2 separate regions of the Arachis hypogaea genome follow, and region 1 is linked to region 2. A link is a contact called in public Hi-C data. All regions are on one chromosome and are shown on one strand. The core of a region is the stretch at or near the end of the contact, and the rest is flanking DNA. Distances in the headings are between cores, read along the strand shown. Region 1 holds the start of LOC112769240. Region 2 has its middle 13 kb from the start of LOC112771479.

Region 1 (6,246 bases), core at 3,448-5,947, 38 kb after region 2:
TAAGTGCACTTCGCCTTGACTTCACTGGAACGAGGCTTTCAATAAGGAGTTCTCTTTCAAATTTTTTTCCCTCTTTATTTTAAGATAAATGAAAATCCCTTTGCTTATTAATCCCAAAACATCCCTCAGAGGAAAGTATAAGAAATATATCAAGATTGAAACATCTTTACCTGAATTGAACGGTTGGCCTCACAATGAGACCAGATCTCTTCCAGGCCAAGGCTTGGGCAACACCCAAAGAAAATGATTTGTCAGGCCATTGTACCATCGGCGTAATTCTTGTTCCCCACTTATTCTGAAAAACAAGAGGCATTGTATTACATTAGTTCCCAATTCCCATATATAGGAGTATCAGTGAGGTCACTAAAATTTTGGGACCTCACAGAACCATGTGTATTTAAAAAGTTATTCTAAGCTTTCAATGCAGCTTGGATTCTACCTTGCATGAATAGCTGAATCTCATTTCCCCAGGATATTGACCCTGAGCTTGAAGAAGACCTCCGCAAACCGGAAGGAAAGCACTCGTAGTAAGACCCTCACCGGATACGTAGGTTAGTTGTCCATTAGGAAATTGCAGATCCACAAATGACTGGACGCAAAGATAGAAGGAAAAAGAAATGTGAACATAGGGAATTTAAGGAAGAAGAGAGAATACTAACCCAGGAAATCACTCGTATTTTATACAACCGGGAGTTTTATTCCGCCTAAATACTACAGCAAACAACGACAACAAAGCCTATCCGACTAGGCAGGGTCAAATATTCCATCTAAATATTAAAATGTTGAATTATGATTGACACACGCAAGACAGTGTCAGAGTGATCTTGAATAGAAGATTGATACATGCAATTATGGGCTTATGGTCAACCTTCAAATTTTTCTATTTGAAATTTACAATTGTGATGAAACAAGAATGATTATATCAGCAACTGTCAGATTGTGCCTGAGGATGACATAATTATAAAGCAACCGAAGCACTAAGCTGGAATACTAAGATAATATATTAGTCAGCACATAGCAGTGCATAAAAACAAATGCACAAATGAAAACCAGAACGACCGATCTTAAGAGTCATCATAAGCTATCAACTTACACAAGCTAAGGGATTCAAACAAAGCATGGACATCAACAGCCACCTCCTGTGTTTTGACCACACTGCTGGACAAAGAGAATGCATTCCATTCTGACAATAAAAAAATTATCATATCATGTAACATAATATTAAAGAAGAAGGGTCTACCATCTACGTGAAGATAGAAATAAATAATTCAAAAGATAATTAAGCAATTTTCACAAGTGAGGAGGAGTTACTTTTGACAGGAAAATAAAGTCATAAATCTATTGCCAAAAATGGCATATTGATATCTTCTGTATCGCAGAAACAAAAAATGCCAAATTAATGTGTCTCATTTTAACTAGCAAACTATACACTAACTTGGACAGGAAACTTGATCATGTAAATGGAAATGGGGCTCATTTATCAAATGCATGTGAATAAGATACAGTATATAAGGTTTCCTTTAATAGAACAAGACGAAATATGTTTTGCTAACCACAACTTCAACAGAATGTCCACAAATATACTGTTCTAAGATAAAACTCATTTCCACAAACATTGTTACTTTCCTGTAAGTTGAATTTAGATAGCTGATCCTCGTACTAACCTTTCTGTCGTAGCCATACCAAAGTAAGTGTTGCTTTGACAGATGAACAGGCAGAAGGAGAGTTGAATCGCGAATAAAGAGGAGAGGTCCAAGCTGGACAAGAAAAAGGGATGAATTTCCATTTCCAGATGTAGAAGTAGAGCCACCGTGTGATGCCTCTACTCTCCACAAATCCCCCCTTGCAACTAAAGACCCGTCCACTTCTTGTGTCCTACTATCATAAGTTGACGTAAAATTTATGATTCCCTGCATTTTCCAGAAAATAAACACTCATTGGAATCAGAAAGTAACTTGGGCAAGCAACTTAGTGAGAGAAGAGAGTTTGACCATAATACACAATCAATAGTTCAATCTTACAGAAAAACAGTAAGAGTTTGCACAATTGATATTGTCTTATATAACAAGGGGAAAAAGCATATTAAATGCCCCCAACATTTGCCAAAAGTTTCAATTTTGCCCCCAAAGTATAAATCATATAAATTTTACCCTCAACGTTGATGACATAGAAATCATAGGACAAAGAACTTTCATAGAGAGTACCAGATAATAAAACATAGGAGAAGACTTCAAATAATTGATAGTTATTAATCAACGGAAACAATTCCAGGGAAAAGAAAAGAAAATATAGCATTGACTAGTAGAAAAATTCCAAGATAGCTTAAGCAACTAAATGAATTAGCTGCAAAATCATTTGTTTTGTACAACAGTGGCATAAACATTAATATGCTTAACAAGTGCTACCCTGAAATTTTCCCAAAATAGCATTATGTCGTGAGTCTATAGTTTATGTCCCTATACGTATATCAATTTTCAGGTTGCCACTCCAACTGAACATTAAGATTAAAATTATGAGGAATCTTGGTAAGTAACATAATCAATTTTGCAAATAAATAATTCATTCCAAACCAGTATAATCGAGTACTGATCATTGAAATTATGAGCATTTTAACTACATATAGTGTGCTTGGGTCTGCTTTTGCAGAAATGGTTTTAGTTAGTTCAATAGAATTTTTACTTACAGTCGATTTTGAGGTAAATTCATTTATGTTTACTAGTTCTTTTAAAAGTGATTCTAACAGAAAGTAACAACTTTTTGCTTCTGCCAAAATCAATTCTAGAGGCTTAATTGATTTTGGGTATAGATAAGTAAAAATCCACTTTTATATTGCCAAAAGCGATCTCTGTCGCTCAAAATTTTTGATTGGGGATAACGGATAAAGGGTGAAAACTTATAGGCCAGTGCTACAATAAAATATCAGGGTGCAATTCTTTATAACTGATGAAGTTGATAATCATCTTTCAACTCTTACTTTTTGTCTTTCTCAAAGTAGGACTAGTGTAACTATACTAAATTATTAATTTGATAAGATGCCATTGCTCGTTACTCATCATGAATACCGTAAGAAAACTGTGAGCAACAACAACCAAACCTCGTCCTACTAAGAGAAGTTATAGATTAGGTCAAGATGCTGGAATATCCTGTCCTAATGTTTATAGTCAAATCAAGAAAAATCATAATCCTTTTCAATAGTTCCATCAACGTTTTTCTTGGTTTCCCTCTTCTTCTAGCTATTGGACTATTTCCATAACCACCACATGGTGTACTCTTTGTTCTATAGGCTTTCTCAAAACATGCCAAAACCACTAAAAACTAGATTTTACCATCTTATAGGCATCAATCATACTAATCACCACAAATTCATAATAAATAAAACCACAGACTAAACCATAAAAGTAAAATCATCTATTGCGTTGGTTCATACAAATGACCGGGTCCCTGACCAACTACTATGATGAATAACATAACAGCCCCATAGTCCAAATCAAAGTCAAAAGGAGCAAAGCAATAACTTGAACAGATTAAAATCTCTCCTAACATTAGCACACTAATCATTCTCCAATCAGCCACTAACAAGCAAATCATCGAAACACAAAGCTAAAGCAGCTATAAATTAATCAAACATAAAAATAGCAAATCAATGAAATCAACAAAACTAAAAACTATTACCTGTCGCCTACCCATATAACCAATAGACCCAAGGTTAAATCCGCCACTGCCACTGCCACTGCCGCTGCCACTGCCGCTGCCGATGCTGCCACTGCCACCACCTTCTTCATCCACATTTCCACCGCCGCCGCCACCACTATTAGTCTCAGCAAAACCATGATTCTTCAACCTCTCACTAAGTGACCCCAAATCCAAATCCTCTTGCATAACAGCAACCCCAAGAACACCACCACTTCTCTGCCTAACCTTCTCCCCATCCATCCGAATCGAGCCCACCACCGCCTCCTCCGGCTTAAACTGCACCGCAGGTAACGGCAGCGACCGGAAAAACTGCTGAACCAAACCGTTCAAACTGGCCCCAAAGTCCGCCCCAGCCTGGCCGATCCTATTACCAATGTCAAAAATCGCCGTCACGCCGTTTATCCCATACTCCTGCGTGGCGAGGGCAAGATCCCCGTTCGCAAAGCTGTGTGTCGGGAACTCAAGATCAAATAGCTTCGACTTGTGAGGGTTTGGCCAAGCGAACTGCGGCGGGGTCATGTGCGTCTGGATCAGACCACTGAAACCCTGGGCAAGCCTATCAGCAAGGTCCTGCCCATGCCGTTGCACCTCCTCCCATGCTTCGAAGGACCTTTCTACAGACATGTTCTCTTCTCTCACAGCTCCCTCAAACTTGCCATACAAATCTAATTTCAAACTTTAAATCGCTGAAAAACGAATCGCGACCAAGACTAATACTCAACGAATCCAATAAGATATAGGTAAAATACTGATATCTGAACAAAGATAAGGTGCGAGTTGTTGAGGCAGTTACAAGGTGTGTTAAGGAAGGGTGGCTATGTAAAAGAAACGGTGAAAGGAAGAGTGAATGTTTTGAGAAGAGAGAGAAAAATGAAAAGAGTGATAAATGGGACGAGGGAGGCGTGCTAGTGTATGATACGCGGGGGTGTGCAGTGCGCACAGGGGGTTTTGTTGGGTGACACGTTGCGCGTAATATTGGTTGTGGATGAGGAAGAAGAGAAGACTGAAGATTTTAGTTAGAGGGAATGAATGAGTCACCCGTCAAGGATGGATGCACACGTGACTGTCCAATGTGAAGGCGCGTTTTTTCGCGCTTTTGACAGACACTCCTACGGCCGTTGAGATCTTAGATCTCTCGATTTCAAATAAGTTACTATAGGGATATGTTCTTTTTTTTTTTTTTTCTTGGACTTATAGGGGTATGTTCTGAAATCCATTTACTAAATCCAATACACCTGCGGCCTGCGGGCTTTTGTAAATGCAAGATTAGAGATAGGGATGGGTAGAGTAGGGTAGGATTTAAGTTTAATTTTAATTTAATTTATGAATTAAATTTGTTACTAAAATTTAATTTTATTTTATTTATGGATTGAGAATATTATAATTCTAATTTTATCTATGATCCGATGGTAAACGGGTCAAAATTCGTCGGGTCGGTTCACGTAATCCGCCAAAAAAGGCGAGTCGGACTAGAAAATTGGGACCGCCAAATAATAAAAGTTCGCCTAATCCGCACCGCTTAAACCGCGGGTTTTGGCAGGGCGGGGCGGGCTTTTCTGCCGGGTTTAGTATTTTTTTCGCAAGGGGTATTTTTATAATTTTTTTTTGCCAAAACTCAACCTCCCCCAACCCAACTTACAAGAGAATGAAGATGAAAATTGAGTGTTTTGGATTATGTTTATTTTGTTTTAGAGACAATATTTATAATTATATTTTAGATTATGTTTATTTTGCTTTGGGAACAATATTTATAATTACAAACACTTTAATATTTGTGAATATAAAAATTATAATTTGTTTATACCTTTAGAAATTATAATAGTTAAAAGTAAAAAACAGAAGAAATTTTTTTTATACCTTTATATATATTATTTAATAGTTAAAAGTAAAAAAAAAAAAGAGGATATTTGGCGGTTAGATCGCCAGCCCGCCGTTAGGTGGGGCGGGATGAGATTCTGGGACTGCCTCACTAGGTGGGGCGGAGTGGGCCAGCCCGTCAAAGGGTGGGCTTCTGGCGGGGCGGGGCGGGGCGGACTTCCTCGCTTGCCACCCCTATCTGGGCTTTTTTACTGAAATGCGCATGAAAAATTCTTTAATTCCCAAAATGCGCATATGTGAAAACATTTCTCAAAATGCGCCGTGCCATTTCTAGCATGGCAGGCACGAAATGGATTTTCACACCATTTATGGCATGGTGGCCACGAAATGGGAGGACCATTTCACTTAGGGCAGGCACGAAATGGAAAAACCATTTCAAGTTTGTCAGCAGCGAAATGGACAGATCAAACCAGGGACAACAGACACGAATTGGAGGCACGGCAGTGGTGAAAACCATTCAAGTTTGTCAACAACCATTTTAATAATATTATTTAATTTATTATTTAATAATAAATTAAATTTTTTATTTATAATGTATGCATATAATGAATTTTCTATTTATGTTTGTTAAAAGTTGAGTTCAAATTGCAAGTCAAAGTACAGTACAGTATATCATAGAGTACGTAGTGAGTACTAAATCATATAAGTAAGACTATTTTTTTTCTTTTCATCCCT
Region 2 (6,141 bases), core at 3,291-5,790:
TTTTTCTAGAATTAGAATTAGGATTAGGTTTAGTTAGTTTATGTTAGTTTCACTTTAATTTTAATTAATTCTTGCAAGAATCAAGTATTAATTTCATTTTCTTCTAGTTTTTTTTTTATTTTGTTGTTATGAATGCTTTTGATGCTTTATGTTAATTTTTTTATTTGATGTTTGATAAAGTATTTATTTTATGGATATTGTTTATTTATGTTTTTTTTGTTAATTTTATGTTTATTGTAAATTTGGTGATGATTAGAAATAGATTTTAGTTAATTGTAAGTTTATGTTTTATGATACACATGAAGTGTTTGACAATATTTGAATTAGTTATGAAGTAGATTCTTACACTTGGTTTGGAGTTAAGAAATAAGATGATTTTGAGTCACCTTTGTTCTAATTGATTGATAATTGAGAAGAATTATTCTTCACATACAAGTTATTTATATATACAAGTTCATACAAGTCATTTATATTGTATTGTTTAAAAATTTTTGGTGTATGTATATTGATAAGTTTTGTATAATTCAAAACTTTTCCTCTTCTTTCTTGCATTATAAAAGTGAATTTTATTAAGTTAGGGTTAACTTGTATAAACTTGTATGCCGAGAAAATTTGTATGTGTAGCAGGTCTCAATTGAGAATTGTTGATTAACTTTGTTTTTACTAATACTAATTTTTTATTAAATTCAATTAATAAGTTAGTTAGAACTTGCAATTAAGATTAATTAAACCTAATTAATTTTTTTTAATGTGTAGATGTTAACTTATTAGGTTGATTCTTAAAATTATTATAATTTGTAATTAGTTATAAGGATAGTGATATTTAATTCTCAACCCCCGAGAAAAAATTATTGCTTTAATTGTTAGTTTCTTGCAATTTAGTTAGTTTTTTTAATTGTCCTTTATTCTCTTGCGGCTTAGTTCTCAAATTGCACTCAACACCTTGCTTGCTGGACTTACCAACAACATGATGAAGAATGATAGAACAACGCAAAATCAATCAGTCAAAGAAGCTAAAATAGATGATGAGCATAATGGAGCAGGTACCACTTGATCCTGTTGAAAAAAGAAAATAAATGGTAAGTGAGCTAGAGAGCAGTGGTGTGTAATAATGCATTTTTTTTTACCAAAGATATGAGACTCGAATCCGCAACCTCTTAATTAGGGGTGGAAAAAGGTCAGGCGGCCTGCCAGGGGCCTGCAGCCTGGCCTGTGTTTGGCCTGGCCTGGCCTGGCCTGTTATAAAATAGGCACAGGCCCAGACTCTTTTAAAAGCCTTAATACGTTAATAGGCCAGGCCCAGGCTCGCTAATTAGCCTTATTGGCCTGTCAGGCCTGTCTGAGCCTGGTAAAATATAATTAAATATATAAATAATTATTTATTATAACAAAATTATGAGATATTTTAAATCTATTATATTTTATTATAAATATTTTTGTATATTTTAAATACATTAAAAGTTTAAAATTTTTTTATAAATATTAAATATATGACATATTATATATAAACATTTAAATTAAGAAGTAAATTATTTACAACCCTTGAAATGACCTCTTGTTATGTGTATTTGTGTATTAAATTATTTGTTGATTGGTAGAAGAAAAGCAAGCCTTAGAAAGCAAGATTAGTAGAGAATTGAGAGAATCGAACCTCAAACACTTGAGTGATTAGAGTGTATACACTTTCGGTAAGGGTTCGATGCTCGATTCTTTGTTCTTGGCTTTCATGAGCTTTCTTCTTACTCGTCTACTTGTACTTTATTTTGGAATTCGAATTAGTGAAATTCAGTTCATATTTGTTTTTGGAAGGTTGATTTACTTTTAACCAAGTAGGTAAAAGTATTTTGCATTTAGTTGCATTCATATAGATAGGTTGCATCTCATAAATTCTACCATTCCTCTTCACCTCCTTTATAGCTTCTCTTGAACTTAGCATGAGAACATGCTAATGTTTAAGTGTGGGAAAATTGATAAACCGCTATTTTATAGTTTATTTTATATTGAATTGATTGGATTTTATCCATTATTCTCACACTTATGCATATAATTCGCATGTTTTACATTTTCCTTCCTAATTTTGTGCTATGATTAAAAATATGTTTCTTTGGCCTTAAATTTGTTAATTCTAATCCTCTCTTATTACCATTCGATGTGGTGATATGTGTGTGAAGTGTTTTCAGGTTTTATAGGGCAGGAATGGCTTAGAGGATGGAAAAAAAGCATGCAAAAGTGGAAGGAACACAAGAAATTGTATTTTTGAGAAGCTGGCAGCGACGCGTACGCATGGACGACGCGTATGCGTGGCCAAGTGAAAAGTTCAGCGACGCGTACGCATGGTTAACGCGTACGCATGACAAGTGTCACGTGCTGCAATTTACAGAATTCGCTGGGGGCGATTTCTGGGCTGCTTTTGACCCATTCCAGGCACGAAAATACAGATTAGAGGCTGCAGAGTGAAGCTGGAAGGGGGGATCAATCAATCACTTTCATTCATACAATTTTTAGGTTTAGATGTAGGTTTTCTAGAGAGAGAGGCTCTCTCCTCTCTCTAGATTTATGGTTTCTTCTTTCAATTTCTCCTTAGGTTCAGGTTCAATCTTCCTTTAATTTAGTTTTCTTACTTTCATTTTTTTAAGCACTTTAGTTCATTTTCTTCTCTTGTTAATTTTTCGTTTTCGCCATTTTTATGTTTATGAGCTCTTGTTACGTTTGATTTCTTTTAATGCAATTTATGTTTTCCATGTTTATTGTTACTCTCTTTAATTGTTAGTCATTAATGCTTGCAATTGGTTGTTTAAATTTAATATTCCTTGTTAATTTTCTATGTTCTTATTTTATGCCTTCTAAGTGTTTGATAAAATGTTTGGTTGGATTTTAAATTAGATTTTTGTATTCTTAGCTTGGATTGAGTAATTTAGAGACTCTTGAATTGTCAAGGTCTCTTGTTGGTTGGTGATTGAAAGTTGCTAGTTGACTTGAGCTTCACTAATTCTAGTCTTTGATTAGGACTTGTGAACTCAAGTTGATTTACTCATTTGACTTTTCTTCAATTGTTAGAGGTTAACTAAGTGAGAGTAATTTACAATTACCATCATAATTGACAATGATAATGAGGATAGAAATTTCGATTCTCAACCCTTACTAGGACTTTTCTTAGTTGTTGGTTTATTTTCTTGTTATTTACATTCCTTGCTTATTAAACTCAAAATCCAAAAAGATACAATCTTATAACCAAATATAAACTACACTCCCTGCAATTCCTTGAGAGACGACCCGAGATTTAAATACTTTGGTTAAATTTATTAGATTTGTATTTATGACAAACAATTTAAATATTGATTGAGGTCTAATTGTCGGTTTAGAAATATACTTACAACGCGAAATTTTTGTAAAAATCTTTACCGACATTTTTCCTCTGCCAATTATTTGAAATCTTAAATAGATATACCATTTGTATAATTAATTAAAGCTATGATTGAAGAATTGGATGCTCTAAAGTCTAAACAAAACAAAAACCTACATAGTGAAAACTATTCCTGACAATCCAAAGGTTATTATTTGTCGTTGGAATTTTATAATCAAACAACATTTTGAAATTATGAAATATAAGGCAAAATTAGAAGATTCCAAGGGTAACCATCAAGCATTGGCTATTCTTGAGTTTAGTAAATAATAATAATATTTTTGGTGATGACAAATATAATTTTAATTGGATTGAAAGTCTAAAAGTGTTTTGATGATTCATTTAGTGTTACAGGCCCAAATGTTAATGTGCAACCCAAAACAATAGAATCAAGCACCCGAACCTTAGATACTCTGACCAAGCTTTTAATCCAGTCCATTGCCTTCATGAAAAGAATAGCATTTAGCTTATGATAGTATTATGGTGATTTGGGTATGGCACAAAAAAGAAAGAGAATATCATTTTCTCATTAAGCACCAAAGAGAAAGAAAGAAAAAGGCAAATTCTGGTGCCTATGTCAAATTAAAATTGGAGCCGAAAACACAATGTTCAAGTGAAGCTAAATCAGAAGAAAAAAATAAAATATTTTCATAAACATGCAAGTTAATTACTTGTTGATTAAACCTTTCCTTCTGCACAACTATTTCGGATAACGTGAAAAAAGTGGAGGTTACTTTAATCTGCTGTGAATCAATGGCTAATATTAAAACTTGGGACCAAAACACAAGATTAAGGGTTTGGATTTAAAAAATTCATTAAGGAAGCAAGTTTCTCTCTCTCCGCGCGCCCGAGACATCCCATAACTTTGTGCAAATTAAAATAAAAATAATGTGAGATCTAGAAAAGGAGGAGGGAGAGCGAGGGTGGCGCAGTGGTACAATGGTGCCAATGAAGAGTCGTGGTGAGGTGAAGAGGTGTGATTTTGTTAACGTTGTTAATGTTAATGATAATAATAATGATGGGATGGTGTATTGGGGGAGACAGTAAAATAGGGAGATGTGGTGGTGCAAAGATAAATAGGTCAGATAGTAGTATTGAGAGTGACGGTGGTGTAGTAGGATGGCGGAGTGGTGCAACAATAGAGTGGGCCGTGGGGTGGGTCGTTGGTAGTGGGTTTAAGCAATGTGTTAGAAATGTGTAGAGAGAGGAGTGGAGTATGATAATAAAAAATATGGAAAAAAGTGATACATGAGGGAGGGATAAAATTGGAAAGAAAAACGTTGACCATATATTAACTATTAAAAAATTAAGAGCAAGGATAAAATTGAAACATTAAGAATAATATTAAGTAAATTAAACGTTAAGAGTATTTTTAAAATTTTTTAAAAATGTTAAGGACAAAAAATATACTTTATCCATATTAAAATGTATAAGAAGAGATTGAAATTGTTTTTATTATAATTGTAATTTTTTTCATTTTGTTTTGTGGTATCACTATAGGAAGAGATAAAAAAAATTAAAATAGTACGGTTATAATTGTAATATTTTTCATTTTATTTTATAATACAAATGACTATTTGGTTTAATATACAGACTATCCAGACTTTGCACACTAAAAAAATATCTATAATTAACTTGTTAAGCTTAGCTGACTTACTAATTTACAAGTGTGAGTATTAATATCAAGTAACAAATTTTATTGTTATTATTCATTTTGAAGTTATTAAGATTAATAATTAAATGTTTTTTCAATTTTGATTCGTTTCATACATTATTATTAATTTTCTACTATGAATTGCTTTTTAGTTTAATTAATGATATCATTACAAATAAATTTAATTTTTTTAAGAGTTAAATTTAAATAATATATTATATTACATTATAAAAAAAATTAATAACCATGTTAATTTATCTTATTTTAATTAATTAAATAGGTAACCAAAATTTGCTCCTTCTTAGTTTTTATTTATGTGCAAAAGATAATATAAAATTTTGACAAGAGGCATTTGAAAAAGTTTTATACTGGATGCTCTCAATTGCGAGGTGATGTCATTAGGCTGACCTATGCATCTCAAAGACTCAAACTCAGCCGTTAGCTAATAACACAAGTGCAATTAATGATTATCAATTTTTTAATCTTCGGTTAAGCATGCCTATTTTTTAATGTTTAGGTTTTCTAGTGACCTTATCATGCTACTATCTATTCAAGTGTTATTAGAGAAGAAATTAATTTAAAAACACTTTCAACACGAAGAAAAGCTTAGTATATTTAATCAATTAATTTGTAATATGCAATGTTGGTCAGGACAATATCTGGTGAAACAAATTGATAATGCCGTTTTTTCTTACTAATTCATGCAATATATATATATATATATATATAATACAAAAAAATTTATATAAAATAATATTATAAAAATAGAAGCTATATCATTATTTTTCATATATATGAACATATTTATAAACAGTAACTTCATTTATGCGTCTCCTTTGGAATGAAGAAGTTGCATCGTGCTTTTGTAATAATTAAGAGTAATGTTCTATGTATATCAAAATCCGTCACTAAAGTCAGTTACCAGTATAAAATATATATTGAAATACAAATATATTAAACTACATATATATTTATACACAAATACATTGATAACTGATTTTAGTATACAAATATTTTTTTTTGTATAATTAAAAGTTTGTTTAATTTGTAATCTTACGAAACCAAATCCTCAATCTGTTCCAAA

What was found. Hi-C and Micro-C count contacts between places; a contact is called where the count stands out from the background.
Region 1: a Hi-C map of leaf shows a contact between it and region 2, with 3 times the contacts expected there. The contact joins the promoter of LOC112769240 here to the enhancer-like site in region 2. A contact is called at or near these places in 2 of 8 Hi-C or Micro-C datasets (both in leaf).

The regions. Positions count from the first base shown.
Region 1 is chr18:32,527,702-32,533,947 of arahy.Tifrunner.gnm2.J5K5, forward strand. LOC112769240 reads right to left here and starts at 4,698. Exons shown (of 7, transcript XM_025813695.3): 1 at 3,673-4,698; 2 at 1,665-1,910; 3 at 1,094-1,183; 4 at 440-589; 5 at 171-295. The coding sequence starts at 4,317.
Region 2 is chr18:32,489,616-32,495,756 of arahy.Tifrunner.gnm2.J5K5, forward strand. No RefSeq gene overlaps it. Among protein-coding and RNA genes, the nearest start is that of LOC112771479, 13 kb to the left of the region's middle. Within about 2 kb of position 4,541, at least 3 of the 3 cell types and tissues checked have open chromatin away from gene starts, as enhancers often do.